2 separate regions of the Anas platyrhynchos genome follow, and region 2 is linked to region 1. A link is a contact called in public Hi-C data. All regions are on one chromosome and are shown on one strand. Each heading gives the region's core, a stretch centred on a gene start, on an enhancer-like site or on the middle of the called end of the contact. The rest is flanking DNA. Distances are from core to core; before and after follow the strand shown.

Region 1 (6,820 bases), core at 2,106-4,605:
ACACCCTCGTAAAATGACTTCAGGGGAGAGGATTCCTACCTGCCTTTCATAAAGAGATGAAGATTTTTGGAGATTCTGGTACTTGAAACATGTTCTTGGTGTTCTCTCTTGACTTGGAAGGAGACTCTCTGAGCTTGAGGGCTGTCTGGTTTCTCCTATCTTTGAGAACTTCTGCTGTCACCTTGCTCGGGGCTTCTGTGCAGATTAAGGAGTCAGAAATCTGTTTGCTTCTCTGGGTGCCTGATGTCAAGATTGTTTAGCGACCTCAGCAAACTAAAGCAATGAAGGGGAAGTTTGGCCATAGGGAATAAGTATTTGCACAGTGTATCTGTGTGTCTTAGTTAATTATTGTCTGTTTCTGCAGAGCCTGGGTATTATGAAGATGGGTCCTTTGGGATCCGAATAGAAAATGTTGTCCTTGTGATTCCTGCTGAAACCAAGGTGAGTGACCTACTGAAGATGCCCCTTTCTTTATGAGTCTGTGGTTTAAAACTTAGAGTACTGGAACTTGAGGTGGGATCATGCTGCAGGTAGTTGAATCCTACTCAAGTCTGCTGCTCTTCAAAACCCTACTTTGGTGAAGACTGGTTTTAAGTCTCCCCTGTCAATGGGGACACAGAAGACTGTTCTGCTTCTGCAGTTTCCATAGGCTGAAATGTGTATGTGAGAGTTCTTTTAAAATGTTTTCTGTCTGGGTGTCAAAGACCAGAATTATCTTTAATGCAGCCCCTTGGAATCATTGCTGGTTAATCTTCTAAGGTCAGGGTTTTTATCTCTGATAGAGAGTCCCCTTTGGCAGCAGAACCAAAGCTACAGGCAGATTTTGACATTGTAATTGCATGTCTGTCTGGGTTACGCTTTTGGAAATGCTGAACTGGCAATGACCATATGGCTAGTTCTGTGCAATTGTGACCTGGGACATAGCCTTTATGAAGTGACCACTGAAAGAAATGACAGTGGTTTATATTGAGATTCTCTGCTTGATATATGAGGAAAAAAATACTGTTAAGTTGCTACCTTCTCATCTGAATGCTACAAGGCTGTTTTTATTTTTTACTGTCCGGTGTTGACATGAGAGTATGATCTTGCTAGAGCTGTTCCTAAGAATTTGCAACCCCATTTGTGTTTCTGTTGCAGTACAATTTCAAAAACAGAGGGAGCCTGACTTTTGAACCCTTAACCCTGGTTCCAATCCAGACAAAAATGATTGATGTTAGTTTGCTGACACAAAAAGAGGTAAGTGAAACAGTAAGTTTCCACTGCCTTTTTTTATGCTAGAACCTTTTCTGTTTACAAGAACCACTCACCTCTGCTCTACTTGGTAGATTCAGAGAACAGTCCTGAGGAATCTGACTAAATTTTAAATGATCCAATTTTGAGAGGGAGAACAGAGTAGATGAGCTCTCTAGAGGTCCTTCCCATCTAAATCATTCTATGACAAGGGCAGCAAGGACACTCTAGTGATGTTGTTTTGGTAGTTCCTTTGCTATGGTATTTGCTGTTACATATAGTCTTTCCTACTCTTGCCTTCGTTTGCTTCTGTCAGACTCCTGTGCTGTCTCCCCAGAGACTTACACTGATGACTGTCCCATGGTGCTATTTGTGTCTCCGCATGGTCGGTCCCATTTAGCCATGCCACATTTATCAGCGCATATGGACTCTGAGCAGATAGGATACTTGCTCAGCAGCGTTCATTTCCTAAATAGCTTTACCACCACAGCTTTCTGTTTAGGTTTCCCTCTACCTTCACCTTGGCATGTTTCATCCTGGTTTTCTATCATATTGTCCATTTTTCTTCAGTCTCTCCTAGTTTTCTGAATGGTAATCCAATTTGTATTTTCTTTTTCTGAAGAGGACTGAACGATACCAAGATCTATCTACCTTAAGGTTACCTGTTGAGATCAATAGGCTACTCGTATCTCATCACTGCATTGTTCAGTTACAAATTTGCAAAGCTATTTAGTAGACTGTGCCATGGTAGCTATTCTGACTTGCTGGAGGCAGTGATTTGCAGAGACTTTAAATACTTATCAGTTGAACTGAACCTTAGTTCCTCTGAAAACTCAGGACTAATTGCTTCAGTTCCTACCCTCATCAAATTTACCGAATTTAAGTCACTTCCATATATTAGAGGTCTGCCTCTGGGACAAGATCCTATCCTAGCTTAACAGCCCATCTCAAAGTGGCCTACTAATGTCTCTGGCTATACATACCTTCTAAAGGCAGCAGCTATTCTGCATTCATGCTGACTGTCATATCTTTCCCTTTCTTTAGTTGAACTGGGTGAATGACTATCATCAGAAGTGCCGGGAGGTAATTGGAGCAGAGCTGGAGAGGCAAGGTCGGCTTGAAGCTCTTCAATGGCTCATCCGGGAGACAGAGCCTCTGATCAGAGTTCAGTAGGACCACGGTTTTCTTCGATACAGGGGACATCAGGACTGCTTGGTGTCACTGTAATCTACGTCTTCTTGGCCCCTGACACCACTGGGAGAAATTTTGTCGATAAGCCTTTGGAAATCAGAAGGGGGATCTCATTTAGTGTCTTCCTCCTCCCCTGAGTTGGCAGGTAGCATGGGGGTAAGGAGGGTTACTGTCTCAACATTTTTTGAGCAGGGGGGAGGTTGAGAATAGAAAGCAAACAAAATAAATAAGCATGTTGCCTTTGAAACAGGGGTCTTCTTGAAATAATGGTTCTAAGAGACAATACTGGAATATTTTATATGGTGTGGTTTTTCACTATGAAAACTCAGTATTTTTACATACTTGGGTTCCAGTTGCTGGGATGCTACCCAAACAGCAGGACTGATTACTGAATAAAAGTTTCCAACACGTTATTTTCTGTCTGGCTTCTCTTGTAATCAGTGATATATCGGGTTGGACAGCTTAAAAGAGGGCAAGGACCAGATCATTCCACATTTGTGTGCATCCTGCTCGAACAGTGAAGAAATAGAGCTGCATATATGTGTATGGAGCTGCCTTGTGCTAGGAGCTGGGCAGATGTTATGGAAAGGCCTGGTGGGAGCTATCACTTCTGTCTATGCTTTGTGACAGATCGTGGAAGGGATGTAGTGACACTTGGTGGAGGGTTGTGCCTGTGGAGCACCCAGACCACTACTGTCTATTGTTATTCACGGAGTACTTGTATAACCTGTGGCAGTGCAGGATGTGTAGGCAGTATTGTGGGATTACAGCTCTTCTGGATACAAGGCAATTATTAAGTTAAAAATAAAAAATGCAATGGACAAACGAAGGCCTCTCTGCAACTTTCATACAAAATCAGTCAGGCCCTGGACACCAGGAGCAGTGCTCTGGAGTGCTAGGCAGTGCACAAAGACATCTAGTGGTTAAGAGAACTACTGCAAGGCAAATGCAGGTTTGGGCTCTTCCCTCCCTTCAGCTGGGAGGGAGAATGCTCTGCTCTGCAGTCTTCTCAGCTGGCTTCTGGAAAGTCACTGTATGCAGCCCCATCAGAGCACTGTCCTTAAGGCCAAATGGTTTTGTAAGAATATACCTACTAAAAGAAACGTTCTTAACACTTACCTACAGTGTTTCAATCAAACTAAAACTCGGTATTAAATATAAAAGGGACAGTTGGGTAATAGTAACTCACATTCCTGACACTTTAAGGAAATGGTCTGTGCAAATGGAAATGTTTAGATAATTCTTTTTAAAAAAATAATTATTGTAATTCCAAGAGGGAAATGTTAATCTCTGTTAAATAGCATGAAATTGGTGTATCCCTCAAGAGATGTAGAAATTGGAAGCAGTACCATGTAGCCAAACAAAACTTGGAAGAGAAAGGAAGAGAAATATTCCAGGAAATAATGTTCCCTCGTCTCCTTGCTATGCTATCCAAGAAAGTGTAAAAATAAAAGTGTAGTAAGTGGTTTAAAAGTTTTTGATGCTACAGCCTCTGCAGCTGTGTGTCTGTATTTAAATATCCACGCAGTTTCCCACCACCACCTGCAAGTATGCAAGTATTAGCTGTCATTTCAGCTGGGTCTGTGGGAAACCCTGCTCACACATCAAGCAGTCCCCAGTGTCTCAGGAGTATGTGCTATCAACTAAAACAGATTGCACCTGTGGAAGAAATGTTTTTGCCCAAATTACTGCTGCTGGTACTGACGGTGCTACAGGATCAAAGACCGAGCGGTGGATCTGAGCAGGTTGTACTGTGACAAAAGGGGAATTTCCCTGCAAAATCATTGCGTGCAGCAATGCTGAGTGCTGCAGCCTCGCCAGGCTGCGTGAGCTACTGTCTGCGGGCAAGCAGCTGCCTTCCAGGGTGGCGGTGGAAGTTCATGCAGGAAGCTTTGGTGGTCAGCATAAACCCACAAGGGGTCTGAGCTGCTGGCTGTGTGTGTTCCCAACAACAGCATTCTGGCTGTCCTGGCAGAGACCAAAGACTAAGGGTAGATTTCTCCTTGCTCAAACTTCAGGGCAAATGTTTCCTGAGGGAATGCAGAAGAGGATGACTTCTATCAAACAGAGCAGCCGAGGAAGCTCTAGTCCTGTCTCAAACCCGCAGTCACCGTGTTTGGCTCAGGCACCTCAGCGGGGAGGGGAGACGTGACACCAACAGCACTTGGGGCCATTCAAACCTGGCAGTGCCCAACTAGGCTTTTTCCCACATGGATTCCCTCTTCACAGTCATACACCAAGTGGGGTGGTTCCCACCCACGTCCCAGAAATTCCTGGTGCATTCCCATCCCAAAATCCCTCCAGCACACAGGGACAGAGATGGGAATATCTGGATTTAGCTCCTCTAGGGACCAGCCTGGGGAGCCCCAGCAGGTCGTCTTGTACCACTTTGACCCTGTGGGCTTTTGTTGCAGGGAGTTTGCTGAAGTGCCTTGGACCCAATGAGGAGATCTTTGAGGAGATCCTTACTTCTTTCTCAGAAAATTAAATTTGGCTTTTTTTTTTTTTTCCAGGTTCTGATTTATTTCTTCAGTGTCTGCTTTTCCTGGGTGGTCTCTGTCTTCATTTCTGCTGGCAAAAGGAAAAAAAAAAAAAAAGGAAAGGAAAGCAAGTTTCTGTCAGGTTTAGGTTTTCTTTTTGTATGTGCCATCCACAGAAATGACTGTAAGATTATGCTCCTCACGAAAATTACCATATTATTTCATTTTGTTGTTATTACTATTTTCTTTCCATAGTGGCTTTTTTTTATTATTATTTTTTTTTAATTTTTCAGTGTGGGGAGGAATGGGCATTTTCAACAATATGCTTAGTGGTCTGTTTTTAACGCATATGGTTTTGCAGTTTTTTAACCCATTGGGTGTCTCCCCTTTTTGGATGATGCAACGAGGCACATTTCTGCTCCTCATGCAGTCCCGGTCAAAGGGGTGCTTGCTGGGGCAACCTGTCTGGCTTAATCCTTCCATTCAACCCAGGATCTAAGGGGGCAGTTTGTCACCATGGCCTCCTGATTGTGTCTCTACCCATGGGACAGTACATCAGCAAAATATTTGATGTCTATATGGCCGCCTTGACTTGTGTTGCCAGAGCACTTCCCTCACTGTCCCTTGCCCAGCTGTTTGGTAACGTTAGTATAGCTGGAGATTTCTAGCACTACAACTGTGTTTAGGGGCAATCAAACCCTTTGTTTCCCTTGGAATAAAAATGGTACAGCAGGAGACAGACCCTATTTTTCAGGGAGGAAAATCCCCATCAGCTTCACCATTCAATCACGAATCATGACGCACGCATTGGCAATGTGCCTGCTGGTGTACAAGGCTTCTGAGACAAACAGACCATTTCTCCTTGAGCAGAAGGATTCATATTCATTCATCTCGAGCAACAAATGCTCCTTCACTCCCTAACCTAGCAGACTGGTTGGCTTCTCTGCAGTCACATCTCCTTCCTCTGTCTGTGGGTATTACCATAAGTGTGCCTGGCAGCAGTGAAATCCCATTTTCTTTCTTTCTTTTTCCTTTTTTTTTTTTAATGGCTCATATTTCACCTGTAATGGAAACCCCACTATTTGTTCACTTTACACGGCAGCCGTTGAAGCAGGTTTTGATTTACCCCAGCCTGGCCTTAGAAAGAAGAGGAAAACTGAGAACACCATTGCTGAGGACCTCCTTGGCAGCCCCATCAAACCAGCCTGACATTTAAGCTGCACGCAGGGAATTAGTTGCCCTACAATGATGTTGGGACTCCCTCCTGTGATCCCTTCAGCAGATAGCAACAAGAGCCAGGTGGTTGGAGCAGCCAGGTATGGAAGCCCTCGGGACCAGGAGATGGCACCTTCTTTCCTTTGCCCCTTCTCTGCATTTGCGGGGTGCTCTTGCGAGGCTGCAGGAGGCTACTCAGTCACACAACTGCCTAAAATACGTCACACAACTGCCTAAAACACGCCTGTGTGCTCACACCCGATGTCTGGAGAGGAGCTGTCACTGCCTGGCAGCGGCTCCTTTTGGCACCCAGCAGGGGTGAATCGACTGCTGCTGCTGCTGAGGATTTTCGCCATTTATTTTTGCTGACTTGTAGCAATTCGCACCTTGTTCCCAGAGTCCTGGGTCTGCTCCCTTTTTGTTTTTTTTTTTTTTTTTTTTTTTCTGCCTTGTGGGAAGTAATTAATCTGCTTTGAAGGTTTTCTGCTCAAACGGGGACAGCAGGACCCCTTGCTGTAGAGTGGCAAAAGGAGACAGATCATTTCTCCAAGTCTTCTTTTTAGGGAAGAAAGTGCTGGCCTGGGCATCTGGCAGAGGTGTCTTGAGATCAGGAGTTAAATAAATTGTCTGGTGTCAGTGCCCTCAGCTTGTTTTACACGATAAGGACAAAACTCCCTATGGCTTTGGCTGTAATAAGAAAAAAA
Region 2 (6,664 bases), core at 1,391-3,890, 200 kb before region 1:
AGAAAGCTGAGCTGAATGGTGTTCTCTCCTCTACATCTCTCTTTGCCACCCCTCTCTCTGGGCACAGAACGAGACCTTTATCATTACTGTTGTTGCTTCTAGGCTACTTATGCCCTCACAGGTTTCCTATTACATTACAACAGCATTGGATTGTGAGAAACTGTAGGACACGGCCCTTTTAGGACCACAAAAGCTCTTCAGAAGGGCCTAAACTAGGTTGTTCAACCTGAATGCAGTGTAAGAAAATCTGACATTTCTCAGATCTCATGACAGGAAGAGAGGGATGAGTCTCTAGTATCCTCTTTCAAACAAAGAAATTCAAAACAAAGTGTTTCATCGCTAAGGTCTAGATCCAGGTCCCACAGAAACAAATGGGTATCACGGACTTTAATGGGACTAGGGTTTGGTCTAACTGTTGGCCAGCAGGAATTGGGATTGGTAACGTGACCAAATGAACGCGTGGGTTTCTTCCCTTACCCCAGAGGTTTTATTTACAGGTCTCTTCAGGACTAGCTGTCAGTGTGTCATTTCTGAAAGAGGATACTGGCATCTAGGACCCAGTTTGATCACCCCAGTGAAATCTTTCGCCCTGCACTGTCATCTCACTTGGTTCTAGGAAGCAAAGGAGAGCTTGACACTGGCGCTGGAGTAACCCTCGTCACTCCCAATACTCTGCAAGCTGCTGTGATCATCAATGTCACTGATGCTGGTTGTGCTGATATTGTCCACTTCTCCATGGGAGAACTCTGTGCTTTCAACGTCCACTTCAATCTCTTCTAAAAAGAGAAACGAGAGAAACACGCACAGGTTAGCACCACAGTCACAACTGCTTCCTTCAAGCCAGCTGCCGGGGCTGCAGCAGCAGCCTGGCAGGAAGACTCTCGGTGTTTTCCCTTGGGGTGGGATGGGTTATGGACATGGCTTGTAAGGGACTAGCTACCAGCCTGTAGCTTTTCATAGGGACTTTGCAAAGGGGCTTGACTCCAAAAACACACTCTCAGCAGAGGTGGGCCATCTCATGCACTGAACTTGTTATTCTGCCTCTGCTCTTTGGAATGGTATCACCCCAGTGTGGAAACAAACAAACAAAAAAAGAAATCACAGGTAAAACAGAGGACAAAAAAAAAAAACAAAACAGAGCATGAAGTTACCCTTAAAGTTACCCTTGCCTGTGACACGCTACTCGATTGGTATCACTTTACCAAAGACGGGACCACTCACTTTAACGGGCATTATAATGCATTTAGATGAGGGTTTGAGTTACTTTCAGAGATACTGAGTGGACCTAACAGCTTAAATCCTGTTTAAGAGGATGTTAGAAAGCAGATAACTAGTCAATCAGACATCTTGATTTCCATAGCATTCAGGAATTTCCCAAAAGGATTTTTTTTTCCAAACTGTAGACTCAAACGTAAGCTACATGGCGTGCTTGAGTCTGTTAGTAAATATCAAACTATCTACTGTGCCCACCTGGGATCCACAGCAGAGGTGTTTCAAAAAAGGAAGTTACATGAACTCAGTTAGCCATTCAGACCATCTCTATCCAGTTTTAACTGAGACGAACAGTACGGGAAGCTTGGAAAAGAAAGGGGGGTGGTGGTAGAATGATTCTTGGAATTTTTAGAGTCAGTTTGCTTAGCTCTGTTTGCTTGGTTATGCCATGGTGGGCCCAAATACAGGAAATACATGGGAGAGCATGGAAGTTGCTTTGCAACATCTGCTCCAGCCCCAGTAATATCTTTCTTAGATGTTCCCTTTGTGTTGTTTGTTGAGAGACACAAAAAAGGGACAATAAGTATCACACCTTTAGCATCAAGTATTTATCTACCATCTTGTGAGCACTGCAAATTACTCTGTGTAACTGATGCTTTTGAATTTTAGAGCTCTTCAGAAAAACAGATCACTTTAAATGCCACCGAAATCATCCTGAGATGACAATGGCAACACGCAAAAGGCAAAACTTTTCACATATATGTGTGTGCACGTGTATGCGTGTACGTGTGGGAGCAAAATCAGTAGCCTGAATATCAGAAGTCAGAGAGAAGGGGGTAGCTGAGACAAGAAATGGATCCGCCTCCTGCCCCTCTTCCCAGAGTCTCAGGGGTTCCTGGTCAGCCCGGTGGCACCCACCTCGCTCCGAGTCCGAGCGATCAGAGGAAATGGTAGACCCAATGCTGTCCATTCGTATTCGCTCTATCTCCTGAGACCCCTGTAGCTGTTCCAGTCTTCTCTTTAGGAATCTTTGTTCTCGTTCCAGGTTCTCAAGCTGGTGTTGGCTTCTCCTCTCGGTCTCTTCAAGTTTCTGACATGATCAAATATGGCTCAGTAAGAGTTTCATTCTTTTCTCCTTCCCTCCCACCTCCACTGTCCAGCCACCTGCTTTACTTAGACGTTCCCAGGTCCCAGAAGGATTTAAGCTGCAAAAGAGCTCTGAAACAAGCTGCTTTCCTGTCCCCAGGAGTTGTGCTGCCTCCTCACAACTCTTCCCGTTCCCAAGCTCTGATAAATCACACGTTGGTATCAAAAGGCTTTGAAGACAGCCTCTCCAGAGGAAACTACAGGATGTGTAGCGTTTTGTGGGTCATTCTGCCTGAGCTCAGCCCCCTGCATTACCACATCTGCCCACAAAGGGGCCTCGAGTCCCTTACCCAAACCAGCCCGGCGTTACAACTGTCACATCAAAACGTGCCCTGGGAGCTCTGTTCCTTGCTGCATGGTTTAGCAGGATTTCTCAGAAACAGTTTTCTATTTAGTAAGTGATTTACATAACCTACTACAGATTTCTTTGATCACAGCTGGGAAATCTACCAGGGCACTGTTCTTTGTTTCCTGCAACGAGCACATTGCATAAGGAGGAGTCATTTCAGGCTAACCCTGTCCCTTCAGCAGGGCTTTTTCTCCTTCGCCACCCATCCTCCCTCCCACCATCCTGGGCTGTGACAAAGGGTTTCAGCCTTCTCCAGATACTGACAATGCTGCGTTTTCTCTTTGGGCTTCACTCTGCCAGGAGTGAAACCAGATGAGTGCTGGGCTGGCTGGTTCCCACGTGGAACTTCATCAGGCCAGCCCTGGCTTACCCTCCTGGGATTTGCACCAATGTTTTTGGCAATGGAAACTCGCTGGCACATCAGAAAAGGTGCATTTCCCATCCAAATGGGGTCACTCACCAGCAGGTATGTTTTCCTTCTAAGAGCTGTTGCTGGCAACAACTGATCATGATACAGAATAAGGCCCCTGCTTTCCAAATCAATCATCCCCACAGGTACCAGAGTTCATCATGGACTCTCCCAACAATGTGGTTTGTAGTAATGATAAATGATTAACCGAGGAGACAATGCTAGCTTATTGCTTTCTATATATACACACACATAAAATGTAAATAATAGCTATCTATGTATATTAACGTATCCACGTGTACTGCCAGTAGTTAAGAATTAGAACGAGTATTAGAAGTATTGGAACGAGTCCAGAGGAGGGCCATGAAGATAATCAAAGGGCTGGAGCTCCTCTCCTATGGAGACAGGCTGAGAGGGCTGGGGCTGTTCAGCCTGGAGATGAGAAGGCTCTGGGGAGACCTCACTGCAGCCTGCCAGTGCCTAAAGGGGCCTTACAGGAAAGCTGGGAGGGACTCTGTCAGGGAGTGTCATGATAGGACAAGGGGGAAATGGTTTTAAACTAGAAAATGGTAGGTTTAGATTAGATATTAGGAAGAAATTCTTCCCTCAGAGGGTGGTGAGGCCCTGGCACAGGCTGCCCAGAGAAGCTGTGGCTGCCCCAGCCCTGGAGGTGCTCAGGGCCAGGCTGGATGGGGCTTTGGGCAGCCCAGTCTGGTGGGAGGTGTCCCTGCCCATGGCAGAAGCTATGGGATTTCAGTTCCAAACCAGCCCCGCCAGGAAGCAGCTGGGAGAAGCAGCTCTTACCTTGATATGTGCTTTGGCTTTGTTGAGCAGCCCAAGCGTCGTGTGCCTGGTGCAGTCTGGTCCGAGCGGGATCAGAACTTTCAAGCGTTCGAGACACAGGCGGAGGTGAGCTCGGCTGCAAGGAGAGAAGAGGAGGTCAGAGCCGTGCTTTCAGGAAGGGAAAGCCATTTCCTTCTCTGCCTCCCTTCTAGGAGGCACTTCTCATGCTTCCTTCTGTCCCTACACATCACGAGATTCCCTGCAGGTGCCAGGATGGGCTGCTCCGAGCTATTTACACTGCAAACAGCAGCTGCCCACCAACACTCGCACGATTGCTAACCTCTGGCACATGCTGTTTGTTTTCTTGCCATTTAAGCTGCTAATCTGATTCAATGGATGAACTTTGTGCGGAGACGAGGCACAAAAGGGTACGGTTATCTTGGAGGCTTCATCTCTCTCCCAGCTACCTGCTGCTGTGCTGGGAACGTCTGTGGAGGCATTTCGGAATGACCGCTACCCACAGCCCACTTGCACATTGCTGTGATCTAAGTAACAGCTCTAACATTTCATCGCACAAAATTTGAAGAAGGAAATAGCAAAACGGTTAGCCCAACACCCCTAAACACTCCCTGCTGGCAGTTAAAAGAGTTAGAAGGACTGCAGTTCCCAAGCATAGCACCCGTACTCCTTCCTTGGACCCAGGTCACCCTGCTGACCTTGGAGCACCTCTCCAAAGAGGATTTCAAGCATGACAGCACTGCTGATGGCCTGAGCCATTTTCTGCAGAATATGAAAACATGGGGAAAATGGTTCAGGAGCAGTAAAGCACGTCATCCTCAGGCTGCACAGGAGAACTGCTCCCGCCGATCCCGCTCTGCACCGCGAATGCAGGAACGAAGGCCAGATTTATGGAAAGCCATCTCATGGGCTGCCTTTTTCCTCCTCCCTCTCTCTTTCCCAGACATTAATGATTTATGTCCAAACTTGTCATCCCAATCAATAACACAATGACATCATCTTCGCCATTCACATGCCAGCAACACCGGTGCAAAAGGGTCCTGAAAGCCCATCCCGAGCCCTGCTCAGACACAAAGAAACGGCATCGCAGCCCGAGCCGTCTCAGTGCAGGGGGAAAAAAAAAAAAAAATAAAGAGCATGGACAGTTCATTTCCATTTGTTTTTCACATTCACCATTGCTCCCGGTTTGAAAGGGGTGGGGGAGAGGAGTCTGTAATCAGGCAATTATGTCAGTGACAAGCAAGGATGATTAAGGGTGGAGGGGTCAGGGGTTCTGCTGATGAACTGTCAGCGCCGAGGAGCTCTCGCTGGCGGGGCTGGGAGCCCCTCAGTATTTCTGTTATAAATCTCCTCACAAAGGGTCCATCATTCTGTCTCCAGAAGAGCCACGGGGCTGCGTACGGCCAGCGAGAGCCCTGATGACCATGTGCTTTTCATTAAATATTAACAACTGGGGAAGCAGGGGAAGGACCAAAAATCAGAAGAATCAAACAAAAAACTACAGAAGAAAACAGCATCGCTCTTCTGTTCCTCCTCAGACTGCTCCAGGGCAAACTGTGCTGGCATTAAACCCATATGGCTGACTCCGGTTTGGGTTTTAGCTACCTGGAAGCCCCTTTTTGACACACAGGCTGGTGAACGGGGGCTGTGTGCACCCAACCCACCGCAGGTGCTTTGCCCGGTACCTGTAGGGCCAGCAGTGGCAGGGCACTGCTGGGGCACACTGCGCCCATCCTCCTGGGGAGGCTGCTCAGACGTCTGGCAACCAGAGAGAGGACGAGGACAAGGATGAAGTCACCCCCTTAAGGACATTCTGGGTCTCTGAACCGGTTTTTGGAACAGGGGAAGGCCCCGCACCAGGAACCAGGTCCTGGGGACCAGAGACAGCTCTGGGCATGAGCACGCAGCGATCACCCAGACCCAGGTTGAAAGGATGGCAGCAGGTACCAGCAGCACGGCACCCACCAGTTTGCCTTGTGCCCCAGGACCACGGCGGATCAAAGGAAGTCGCTCTGCAAGCAAGGGCAGAGAGGGGACGAAAGATCTGGAGGGCTCGTCTGCAGAAGGACCGGACAAGCTGGCAGAAAGTTGCCTCCCCAGCGCACACGGTCCCCATTTTCCCATTTGCATCTGGTTCAGAGAGAGGGAGAGCAGCCACAAAGCTATCAATCTTCCCTATCAAGTCCCGTAGCTGTACCTGAGCAGCTGGAATCCCAAGGTCAAGCCCTGACAGGGACGCCTTTCCCCTTGTTTACCTGGTTTCAGCAGCACTGCGGGCTCTCGGGCTCGGTGGAAATGCCAGCATTGGGCAGGCTCCAGACAGAGCCCGACAGCTTCCCCTGTAAGCCACTGGATTATGGCAATATTTGAGGCATCTGCCAGTATCTGGGAAAACAAGCCTAAATGTCCCTATTGTTATGTACCAGAGGAGTAACTCTGGCTGGGTGTGAAGCGCTGCTGCCTCTCGCTGCCCCAGTCCCAGGGAAGGCAGAGGAAGAGAGGAGGAAACTGCACTTCCAGGCAAGGCTGAAGCCTCTGCATGCTGCCTGCAGGGGAGACGGGAGCAGCCGGAGCCCTCCCTCCTGCCTCGGCAGCTTTGGCAAAACCAGGCTCCCCCAGCTGCATGCTGAGCACAGGCGGGTGCTGCATGTGCAGGCTCACGCAAAGGGAATCGGGGAGCACCTGACAGGAGGAGGCTCTCCCCTCTTTCACCCTGACATCCTCCAGCTGGATTTGGGTTACCTGCA

Evidence for each region. A called contact is a pair of places that touch in the nucleus more often than the background predicts.
Region 2: a contact with region 1 is called in a Hi-C map of subcutaneous adipose tissue, with 1.9 times the contacts expected there. The contact joins two enhancer-like sites. A contact is called at or near these places in 3 of 8 Hi-C or Micro-C datasets (liver, skeletal muscle and subcutaneous adipose tissue).

Annotation. Positions count from the first base shown.
Region 1 is chr6:30,667,621-30,674,440 of IASCAAS_PekinDuck_T2T, reverse strand. XPNPEP1 (X-prolyl aminopeptidase 1) reads left to right here. Exons shown (of 20, transcript XM_072039773.1): 18 at 365-441; 19 at 1,138-1,236; 20 at 2,275-2,834. The coding sequence ends at 2,403. Among named protein-coding and RNA genes, the nearest start is that of XPNPEP1, 30 kb to the left of the region's middle. Within about 2 kb of position 3,355, at least 1 of the 8 cell types and tissues checked has an H3K27ac peak or open chromatin away from gene starts, as enhancers often do. A contact at or near this core is called in subcutaneous adipose tissue, where this site is marked.
Region 2 is chr6:30,862,492-30,869,155 of IASCAAS_PekinDuck_T2T, reverse strand. MXI1 (MAX interactor 1, dimerization protein) reads right to left here. Exons shown (of 6, transcript XM_027459943.3): 4 at 3,921-4,035; 5 at 2,131-2,302; 6 at 1-776. The coding sequence ends at 613. Among named protein-coding and RNA genes, the nearest start is that of SMNDC1, 20 kb to the left of the region's middle. Within about 2 kb of position 2,640, at least 1 of the 8 cell types and tissues checked has an H3K27ac peak or open chromatin away from gene starts, as enhancers often do. A contact at or near this core is called in subcutaneous adipose tissue, where this site is marked.